2 separate regions of the Mus musculus genome follow, and region 2 is linked to region 1. The links are chromatin contacts, called in public Micro-C maps. All regions are on one chromosome and are shown on one strand. Each heading gives the region's core, a stretch centred on a gene start, on an enhancer-like site or on the middle of the called end of the contact. The rest is flanking DNA. Distances are from core to core; before and after follow the strand shown.

Region 1 (5,658 bases), core at 1,472-3,971:
GAGACCCTCACTTTGGGGTGATGGTCCTGACCTAGACCCAGAGTCTGGAAGCTTCACACTGAGTTGGTGACTCCAGCTTCTATCTCCTGGAGGTCCCAAGATGATTCATAAATACTGCCTGGTGCACAGTGCCCAAACAGCAATAGAAAGGCTTACTTATAACCAAACTCCAAGTGATAGTGAGACCCATCTCTCCTCTACCTTGAAGAGAGCAGATCATAGTATATGAGATAGGAATTCCCATCCTATTTGAGTTGAACTCTCTTCTGTACCTCTGTGCTCTGTGTCTGTGCATGAAGGCTCAGTCTTTAGAGGCACTCCCTCTAGTTGATTAGCACTGTCTTCTGTGGAGTTTGGTTCAAAGACTGGTATGGCAGATAGAGGCTTGGATGCATTTTTCATCAGGCTCAGTGGCTAGCATCAGTGAACATTCAGTTTCAGAGGGACAGTTTTGAGGATTAAGACACTTGGAAACAGAAGAACTCTGGTAATGCTTAGTCTTGTGAGAACCAGTTATTCTGGGCTGTGAAGGCAGTTGCCACTGTTATGCAGTGGCTGCTTTTGAGGGACGCACTGTGAAGAATGAGAAGGGAAAAGCAAGATTATCCTTGTGAAATTCTGCTGATTGTGCCCTACCCTTTGCACCTGACTTTTCCTAGTTGTCCTGGTGCTAAAATGGAAGCTACACCTTGATCTCTCCTGGCATGAAAATAAAGGATTTTGTTGTTCCACTGCCCACTTCCCCCATGTTGTCTTTCCCTTGGCCGCTGCCTCCTCTGGGTCACACTGCTTCTTATCCTGAACACTTGACACCTTGAGGGTAGAATATAGCATTTGGTTTTTACCTCCTAGCATATGCTACTTGGTATGTGAGGGTTTCAGTACAAATGCTGCTGTCTATTTCTGTGCACTTAACAATGGAACCCAAACAGAAGGAAGAAAGCCTTGATACCAAAATTGGGAGTGAGGATGTGTCCATTTGGACCAAACACTTTGTTTTGTTTTATTTAGATTTTGTTTTTCATCTTACTATGTACCAGTGGCACTTAACCAAAAGATACAGTAACATAGCCATGTACTGTGGTTGGGACAGATACAGTCTCCTTGGCTTATAGGACTTCCTAGCTACACTTTCCTTAGCGCATTAATGTGATGCTCACTCTGTGTTAAAACTGCAGCCGTTGTCTTTCTCAACTGCTACTGTCACGTTGCTTTCAAGAAAACATTTTTTTTCATTCCAGACTAACCAGAACCTGCATTTAGAATAGGAGTCCTTTCTCCGACCTTTTCTTCAGTTCCACAGCGAAGCCTCTGTGCTCCTTTTATACTTGCCATGGATGTAACCTAAAAAGTTTTGGCATATTTAGGTCAGCCTAGCACATTTTTTTTTTTTTCATTTTAATGGAGCTGAAGAATGGAGATTTTTTTTTTGTGTGTGTGTGTCTGAGAAATTCCTAAGATCAATGAAAGAGTGATAAACTATTTGTCTCTGATACATAAAATTATTTTAAGCATTTTCTCAATCATTAAATGTTACTGCCAGTCATAAGTGGCTTTTTAATTACCAGTTTTCATTGCACTTCACTCTGTTTTCAGGGGGATTGGGGACATTCGGGGAGACTGTATCTGTCTACTTTGTGTGACTGTTTTGAGGGACTGTCCCATCAGTGAACAGATTGCATGGCCTTGGAGAGAGACTCTGGGCTTCTGGCTCAGATGTGTGCATCCTTTTAGAGCTGTTGTGGGTGTAAGTGACATGATGTGGCCAAAAATCCAAACTGTGCAGTTGCGTTGTGACAAACATGCAATGTGCTGTAAAAACTCAATACAGTTCAAATAAAATCTCTATATTAGTGCTGCTTTGTTGGGTCTTTTTATTTCTTACTGGTATTGGGATTGAGTCTAGCTTAATGGATAAAGCGTTCGCCACTGGACTAGCCTTGTTGTACACCGAGTACTGGGGAGCTAAAGGCAAGAGGAATAAGGCAAGTTTAAGGTCCAGGCTGGGCTTTATAAAAAAAACCAAACCAAACTAGTACCCATGGGTAGTCCCTCTTGTATTTTGGGTTTGTTGAGTCCCCATTCAAGTGAGGTTCATTTCTTTCTTCTCTGGGAGATCATAGCTGGTCATTAAGCACATACTTATCTTCTTTATTCCCTTCTGCCAGGTACCAAGGACCTCATCTAATTTGAATTTAAGGTGTGTTTTTTTTTAAGGTGTAACTATGCTTCTGTATACAAGATGAATGAGTTCATGTACTACAGTTACAGTATGTACCCCCAGCCCCCAACCCCTGTCATTTTTATTTGAAGAGAGCAGCAGTTCGACTGTTAGGGAAGACTGGAGTGGGTTCCTCTGTTCTCAGGAACCATTAGCTGTGTATCGCCTGAGTGCACTCTGCGTTCTGAAACCTCCGCTGGCCGTCCTGTCCTGCTGGAGCCCCTCAGAGTTTGCCTAACCGGCCGCCCGCTTTCTCCTCGGGAACCGTGGTTCCCTGGCGTGCTGCCCTCCTGGGAACAGACAGAGAGGGGCCGGTTCTGGAAGGCACGCGAAGGTAGCCTTGTGTCGCAGTGTCCCCGCTGCTGCCCTCGAAGGCGTGCATCCCAACCGAGGGGGAGGGCGGGCTCGCGCCCCGTCGGCCACCACGCGGCGGGAACTCGAGGCCCCATTGGCCACACCGGAGGGCGTGCCGGGACTCGTGCGCCAACGGTCCGGGCCTCGGCGGCCGGGCGCTGGCAGGAGGGGGCAGGGCGCAGCGAAGGCCCGGGGGATCGAGAACGGTGGGAGAGCCAGGCTCGGCGGGGCGAGGCCCAGGGCCCGGGCGGGCGATGGAGGAGGCGCTGCTGTCCACCCCCATCAACCCCAACAACTTCCCCGCCAAGCTGTGGCGGCTGGTGAACAGCCCTCGGTACCGCTCCATCCGCTGGGACGGCCGAGGCGAGGGGCTGCTCATCGACCAGCCGCTCTTCGAGGCCGAGCTGCTCAGCCCGCCCGGCCCGGGTGCCGGGGGCGCGGGGGGAGCCGGGAGCAGCGGCGGGGGCGGCGGCAGCGGCGTCGGGGCGGCCGGGGCCGAGCCGGAGCTCTTCAAAACCACCAACTTCACCAGCTTCATCCGCCAGCTCAACCTCTACGGCTTCCGCAAGGTGGTGCTGGGTGGGCCGGGGGCGGCGGGGCCCGGGCCCGGGCCTGGGGCTGGCGGGCCGGCGGGCGACGGGCCACTCCACCACTTCCACAGCCCGCATTTCCGCCGCGACCAGCCTCAGCTGCTCGTTCACCTCAAGAGGCTCACCAGTGCCAACAAGGCCAAGCTGGCGGCCGGACTGGAGGTGCCCTGTCGCCCGCCCAACCGCTTCCAGCGGCTCCTCATCACGTCAGCCTCCGCCTCGGCCTCAGCTTCTACCTCCCCGCTGCAGCATCAGGACCCGCCGCCCCAACCTGCTGGGCCTCGGCCAGAGCAGCATGGTGAGTGTGTGCCACCTAGATCCTCGCTTTCCATCAAGCACGTGGGCGGCAGGGCGCAAACACCGTTTCTGCACAACCCCAAGACTAGGTCACATCATCCCCACTAGCACTTGCTTTTCCTCTGGCAAGAGTCCGTAAGCATCTCCCTAGTCCGGGTTTAGCTGCAAAAAGGACATGGACTTGACGCTTGCTTTCCACACTTCTCTAAGAGAGTGAGCCCCAGGAGCTAACCTACTCCCAAAGCTCTTGAACCATTTACCTGTACCTAGTCTCTCCACTGTATTTATCAAAGCACTGGGTGGGAGAGGCCTCCACTGTCCCATAGTCAAAAGAACAGGCACTCTACAGGTTGGGTGCGAAGGAACAAAGTCACCAGCAAGAAAACTTAAGGCATTATTTATTTACCCAGCCAAGGAAAAGAGGGACAGGTCTCTGGAGTGCACATTTGTTCAGAGACAGGACACCTTCCACTTATTGACATGAATAGAGCGGTAGACACTGTTTATGCATAATCTAAGGGGCAAGGTTTGATCCAGTGTAGAATAGAACCAGTTTACTAATACTTGGAGTTTGATGCCCTACTTGAGATGTTATGGTTGGACAGACATAAAGCAAAACGGCTAAAAAACGAAACAAAGACCAGATGTCAAGGCTTAAGTTTAAAAGAATTTTAGAACACACACGTTTATAGTTTATTGGCATTTCACAATTATTCGGGATCGGGGGAGGGGTAGGGGGGCTGTGTAAATATTCAGTGAAAAGTTAAGAGCCCTGTGGTCACAGTATTTCATGCACTTGATTTGAAGTGCCTTTCTGCACTCTTAAACGGGTGAGGGTGGCGGTGTCCCCTTGCTCTATATGGAGGCCACAATAGACAGCTGTACCAAGAAAGCAACAGGATACAATAATCAGAATTTGGATTTTTTTTTTCACCTTCACATAGAAGACTAGTAGAAACAATTTTCATACTTTGAAGCATGGGAAAAATGCAAATGTACAAATAACACTATGGTCAGTTTCATCTAGGCCCAGTACTGAAGCAATGCTGCATTTGGAATTTGGAAGATAAGGGCCTAGGTTTTCTGTCTGTGGAGTTTAGAAGATAAGGAACTAGGTTAAAGTTCTAGTAACCTGCTGAGAAAATAACTGGCCCAGGAATGTTCTAAAGGAATTCTAAAGGAATAGTGAGCTACCTCATGGCATTGGTCCTTGATTTGACTTGGGAATTGTGTGGGAAAAGACCATGAAGACAATCCTACAGAATATGTTCAGCAGAAACTCTAGCTTGGGTTTTTTATTTTGTTTCATTTTTCAAGTCTTATTTCTAGAAGGCATAAGGAGAAAAGACAGGGAAATAACAGTTCTCTTTATTCTTTTCCTCTTAACTGTTTTAAACCAGTTGTATTCTTTTTGTTCATGTTTAAAATTACATATATTTACTTATTTGTGTATATGTGTACACACGTGCTCTTAAGGTATGGCATGTGTGTGGAGGTCAAAGGACAACTTGTTAGGAGACTGTTCTCTTCTACTGGGATCAAACTCAAGTCATCCGGCTTGGTGGCAACTCCCTGTACCCAGTGAATCTTTTTTTTTTTCCAGTTGTGTTCATAAGGTCAGTGTCCAGATTATTTAAGCAGTTTAAAGGATATTTGTTGATTAAAAAAAAAAAATCACACCTTTTTAGTGTATGTGGAGGATGTGTGTTTTGAGGCATCTCCTGTTCTCTCCCTGTTGTCCCGTCCAGCAGGGTGTTAGGATAGCCTGTAGCATAGACTTAGTGCAGAAGGCAATTGTGTTTCTCATTCGGGTGTAAAGTGATTCTTCTGTTAAGTTCAGAAACACCGTTGCAATTTGTTTGCTTTTATGTTCTAAGGTCTTTGGCTCTTCTACTTTTCCTCACCTGTTGTTTTGGGGTTTTGTTTGTTTGTTTGTTTGCTTTCTGTGTTAGTTAATTTTGGGGCACAAGGTCTTGCCATGTAGTCAGGGTTGATCCTGACTTCACGGTCTTTCTAACTCAGCCTCCCAAAGCTGGGATTATAGCCACATGCTACCTTACCTGGCTTTTTTTTTAATTCTACTTCAACTTGTCTCAGCTGTATGATTGCTGCTTTCCCACCTCCCTAATTCCCATTAATTGTAGAAGAGTCTATTTTAGGGCCTAGCCCTCTTTTATTTAGATCCACTAAATCAAG
Region 2 (5,658 bases), core at 1,575-4,074, 1.0 Mb after region 1:
AATTAGCCATAGTCTTCAACCCCAGTCATGTCACCTGATATACATACTATAAAAGGTGACAGGTATGTGAGTATATTGATATACCAGTGTTATTTGTAAGAAACTGTTAACAAGTTAACCATTCAGTAACAGGAGTTGACCCCACCAAGTATAATCAAGTATAATTCTAAATTGCTATACCATTGAGACAGTAAAAACTTTGTCTTTAGAAAATGGTGAATGGGGCTGGAGGAATGACTCAGCGGTTAAGAGCACTGACTGCTCTTCCAGAGGTCATGAGTTCAATTCCCAGCAACCACATGGTGGCTCACAATAATCTCTAATGGGATCTGATGCCTTCTTCTGGTGTGTCTGAAGACAGATATAGTGTACTCATATAAATAAAATAAATCTGAAAGAAAGAAAGAAGGAAGGAAGGAAGGAAGGAAGGAAGGAAGGAAGGAAGGAAGGAAGGAAGGAAGGAAGGAAGGAAGGGAAGAAAGAAAATGGTGAATGATATGCAGAAAGGTTCATGATACAGTTATGAAAACAAACCAGCAAATGACGTGTGACCAAGCATGAATGCATGTACAGATACACATATATCCATTTCTTTTTTTTGTCTTGACAAAAAGAAAGAAAATGCATAAAAGCCTTAAGAATGGTCGTGTAGAAATGGTAAATGGAGGGACTAAGGGCATTTTACTTTTAATACTGATGGCTTCTCAAAGTTTCCCACATGTTTCTGTAATTGGGAAGAGGGCAGGAGCAGTAGTCAATGTTCTAAGTAAACAAGCCGTAGGAGGCTCTCTGCTCTGTAAATGTCGAGACTGGATTCGAGCATGTTCTCCCCCTCGTCGATGGAACTTGTAATGTGACCCCATCCGCCGTAGGAATGAAGCAGACATTACGCACTTAGCGCATTTGTAGGCACGAGTGGTGCGTTAAGCTGTTTTTTAATTAATTAATTTGAGTCATGAGCATTTGAAAGTGACTATTTTATGGAGCTGAAATTTACATTTATCTCCCATTTTAAAGCCCATTTAGCAAATTAAGAAAGGAAACGGCAACACTCGGGGAAGTTACCGAGCCTACCCGCGTGCATCGTGTGAGAGCAGCTCCGTTGTGGCGCACTCGAACAGGGCTGTTCTGCAAGACCTCTAGAAAATAGCAAGCGCTGTACAAAAGCCTCTGTGAAATACTGTTTTCATCAACAGCCTGGCTGCCTGTGTCTCCATTGTGAGACATCACTGAGGCCCAGACAGCTCAGTGATCAAGAGCTCTGCCAGAGGTCCCAAGTTCAACTCCCAGCAACCACATGGTAGCTCACAACCATCTTTAATGGGATCCGATGTCCTCTTCTGATGTGTCTAAAGACAGCTACAGTGTACTCATATACATAAATAAATCTTTAAAACAAAAACCTGTGTTAAAACCCCTCATAAGCATGGAGAGGGTACTCAACCATCACCCAGTGTTATAGGGGTCTCAAATCAGAGCAGGTGGTCAGGGGAGACTTCTGAGAACCCACGCCTAGACCTTGATCTCAGAAAGAGGAAAAAAAAATACACTAAAGAGCAACCAACACACTAAAGAGCAACCAAGACAGGGGCCGGGGCCAGGGCCAGAGCTGGGGCCAGGATTGGGGGCGGGGGGGGGGGGGTGGTCATCACTGCAAACCGAAAGCATTCATCAGAGCCCTTTCTCCCACTGGAATGCTGGGATACTAAGACCGGTCGTTCTTTCAACAGGAAAGAAAAGCGTAGGCCAACTCTTGCTGGCTCGCTCTGCTCCTTCGGCACAGTTTACTGAAGCGTGTGAGGCTCTGCCTAACATTTAGGATATTTTGATTTAAAATGCAAACAGCAACACTGATAAAGATCGTGGCGCCAAAGCGGGCCCTCGAAGGAAAGGGCACACTAACTCCCCTCCTTCTAACCCTGGATCTCACAGCTACCTAAGCTGACGGCTTGAAATTAACTCATTCAGTTAATAATTCAAAGCCATGGGCTGGACAAGTTTTAACGCCTCAATGTTGGTTTATAATTAACCCAGACCGTGGTGTTCTTAGGTGTTTGATTTTTAATTAGTCTATTGATTAATCAGTCTGGTTAACAATTATTTATTTCTGGGGCCCTTTACTGTCTTCTATTCTTGTTAAGGGAGGGTGAGGGTTACCCTGGCTCCTTTCTCCTCTGAACCCCTCCAGATCACAGTCCCATCATTCTCTAGGGACACTGTAGATACAGTATTGAGACCAGAAAGGAAGCCTGCCCAGCCTGACACAAATGAAGGTACCCCCCCTTTTGTTCATCTGTTATCCTTGGTATCAGATTCTGCTCGCAGGAGCACATGAAATGAAGGAACTCACAGAATGGCACCCTACCCAGGCACAGGCTGGGCCCTCTCATCCCTTCCTTCCCAGTTCAGAGCTAATTGACATCTTGTGTGAGCATTGCATCATGTCCCTTTGCAAAGCCAGAAGCAACTGAGAAGGTGCTACACGCCCCTGCCCCCCCCCCATCTCTCGGGGGACTAACCCAAAACAAATTACTCAGTAATGGGAGGGCCCCTCTCTCTGGCAGAGGCCCACATGTCTGTCTGTTCAGCAGTTTCTTGCCTGCTCTATTTGTAGGGGTTGCAGGGGATCAGAGAGGTCACCACCTCTCTCAGGGTTACAGTGCTCTGTAGCACACAGCTGCTCAGAACCCACACTCCTCCCCGTGACAGAGGAGGAAGCACAGTTAACAACAAGGCTGGTGACTGATGCCCGTTGACGTTCTGGGGTGTCCTCCCTCGACGATCACAAAAAATTAACCCAAGACACCAGCACCAACACCAACAGTCCACCAGGGGATCGAAGCAGGTCCTACCTAGGACAAGTTTTCTCAGCATTCAGCACTATGTCACCAAATGACCAGGAGGCAGCCCAAGATGGAAATCCTTGGTAGAGATTTCCTTTGGAAAATTCCACTGTATATCCATGAAAGACCGATCTTAGAATTCTTATGGAAAAAAAAATTATCTTTACAGATCCCATGCAAGGGTGTCATGGATAACCAGGGGTCCTGGACCACAAAGCAACTCCTCTGGAAGATTCATGTATAGGACAACTCTGGGCTGCAGGAGCCCCTAGGACCTGGGTGAGCTGCTTTAACTTCTTCCTCTCTAAACTCAGCTAAAGACCCGGAACCCTACAGAACCCAGTGTGGATGCCCATCATTGGATGATTGCATCTGCTGCTGGCACCAATCACAGAGCTGCCCAGGCCTACAGGGTACCACACAGTTGGCGGAAGTGCAGGGACCCATGTGCCCAGGCCATGCCACAGACAACCGCAACTGCATCCTTCAATGAAGCTCCAGGTAAAAGCAACTGGGCGTGAGAGGGATGGCAATGTGTGTGCAAGGCTTCTCCCTGGTGCCTTTCAGGTTGGGATTTAGCATCTTCGGGCAGCTACCCACAGGTCCCTTTAACAAGCCTCGGGGGGGGGGGGGGGGACTGGGAGCCACACTGTTCCTAGCCTACAGGAATAGCCTCAGGGCAGCAGCAGGAAGGGCTGTTCCCGTTCAGGAAGCTGTGTCCTTTCTGAAGACCTAGAACCCTGGCCAGGATGGGAGCCTCAGAGTCCACTTGAAATACCCTGGGAAAACACCCCTCCCCAAACTACATCTGTACTCCTCCTCCATCCAACACAGCCTTCGAGTAATCCCCACCACCTGCCGGTTTCTCATTTTCTCTCTTGCAACAACTTAAAATTTAAAAGAAAAAAAAATTTAATCACAATTCAGGAAAACACACCCACGCATCTTGCTCACTAAGCGTGAAAGCCACCACTCCCTCGCTCAACTCAGCCCCTGCTCCACTTCAGAGAGTGGAGGAGAGAGAAATGTCATTTGACACCACAAACGCTGCCTCCTTCTCAACCTGGAGGCCCCACCTGCCGGCATGTTTGCAAGGCTAATTCCAATCTCACTATTTGAATACACTTGCAAGCTGGGAAAACAAGCCAATAGTTCAGAGGATCCAAGGCAAACTCCGTCTGACAGCCCTAGCCCCGACGGCTGCCAAGACTGATTGACTGGCTGGTTATATTTAGAGGTGGAGGAGGAGGGGACATCAAACAGTGTAGGGCCTCCCGAACTCAAGAATGCTGTGTTGAGAACGACAGACTAGCAAATAAACAGCCGACAGCCATTCGGCTACATCATCTGGCATCCGCAAGGCACAGGCTCGCCTCCATAAACTACAGGGAATTTCAAAAGCCACCCACACCATGGCAAAAAAGAAACAACAGGCAATTAGGCCAGGTTCTGCCACAGCATCCTCACAGTTCCTCTTTGGCAGCAAGTAAACAAATAGATATGATCTAATCCTTGCTCCCCATCACCTCCGTATTCTTGCTCTGAGACAGCATGATATGGAGCAAAGACCAAGCCAAGGTTCCATGGTACAAAGAAAACCTTCTGTTTTAAACTTGGCCCTACCAGGATACACTAACATACTCCCTTAATCTCATCCTTCCAGAGGCTAAGGCAGGAGGGTCACAAGTTCAAAGCCAGCCTGGAATAAATATAGAGAGACCTTATCTCAAAACAATAATTATTGTTGTTATTATTATTGTTAATTAGGGCAGGGAGAAGAACTTAGTTGGTAAAGTACTTGTCTTACAAGCACAAGAATTCTATCCTCAAAACCTGTGGGGTTTTTTTTAATTGTTGTCATTTAGCTTTTTATTTTATTTATTTGCTTTTTTTTTTTTTAAGTTAGGAGTGATGGCTCATGACTGTAATCCCAGAATTGGAAGGCAGAGGTGGGTGGATCCCTGGAGCTCAGACACTCTGGCTAGTTCCAAACCAGTAAGTGACCCTGCCTCAATAAAAAGGTGAAGAGTGTCTAAGCAAACACACCCTCGGGCTTCCACACACGGACAAACACGCGTGTACCCAACACACATATAAGCACCAATGGAGGTACAACACCTAACAGGTCCTATGCTATTAACTATTACATGGAGAGGTAGAGTGAGCTAAGTTTTATTTCTCCTCTCCTCTAAAAGACAGAAACAGCAACTGAGTCTAAACAGAGATCGGGATTGTTATTTACAACCCCCAACAGCATGCTTTATAGCATCCTAACGGCTGCTGCACATACGTGATCCCTTCATAGGACAGTGAGGAACGGAGAGGAGTCAGAGAGACTCCAGAATAAAACTGGAAGCCATCAGAACCACAGGCCTGACTCTAAGGTCAGTCAGGATAGATAGTATCCATCACAGGGAGAGTCTCTTCACTCAGTCAGCATCTGAGACGCTTCAACGCGCCAGGCACACAGTACACAGGGGGCTGTGACATGGCTGGGCCACAGTTCAGTAGCAGAGGCCTAGTCTTGCGTGTGCAGAACCCTGGGTTTTATCTTCAACATCAGGGAAGAAAAAGGATTCGGATACATATACAGGAATAAAGCAAAGAAACAAGAGAGGATAAGAAGCTCCCAACACCAGAGGAGCAAGAAGTGCTCAAAAGAATGCAATCTGCTAGGATGACATTGCAGCTTTCTCCCCCTGCCCTGCCCTTGACTCTCCTAGACTTTGAGCCTGCCAACAGGTGCTGCTGTCCTAGAGAGGCTCCTCCACATTCATGCTGAGGTATGCCTTCCTGTTGCACTCACAGATGCGAC

The links. A called contact is a pair of places that touch in the nucleus more often than the background predicts.
Region 2: a Micro-C map of embryonic stem cells shows a contact between it and region 1, with 4 times the contacts expected there. The contact joins the promoter of 0610039H22Rik here to the promoter of Hsf5 in region 1. A contact is called at or near these places in 2 of 39 promoter capture datasets (hippocampal neurons and liver) and 1 of 484 Hi-C or Micro-C datasets (embryonic stem cells).

What each region holds. Positions count from the first base shown.
Region 1 is chr11:87,614,443-87,620,100 of GRCm38.p6, forward strand. Hsf5 (heat shock transcription factor family member 5) reads left to right here and starts at 2,722. Exons shown (of 6, transcript NM_001045527.1): 1 at 2,722-3,463. The coding sequence starts at 2,830. Mtmr4 (myotubularin related protein 4) reads left to right here. Exons shown (of 19, transcript NM_133215.2): 19 at 1-1,860.
Region 2 is chr11:88,616,427-88,622,084 of GRCm38.p6, forward strand. It overlaps 0610039H22Rik (RIKEN cDNA 0610039H22 gene), which reads left to right and starts at 2,825. Exons shown (of 3, transcript NR_131025.1): 1 at 2,825-3,344; 2 at 4,746-4,838. All of the region lies in intron 5 of Msi2 (musashi RNA-binding protein 2), which reads right to left.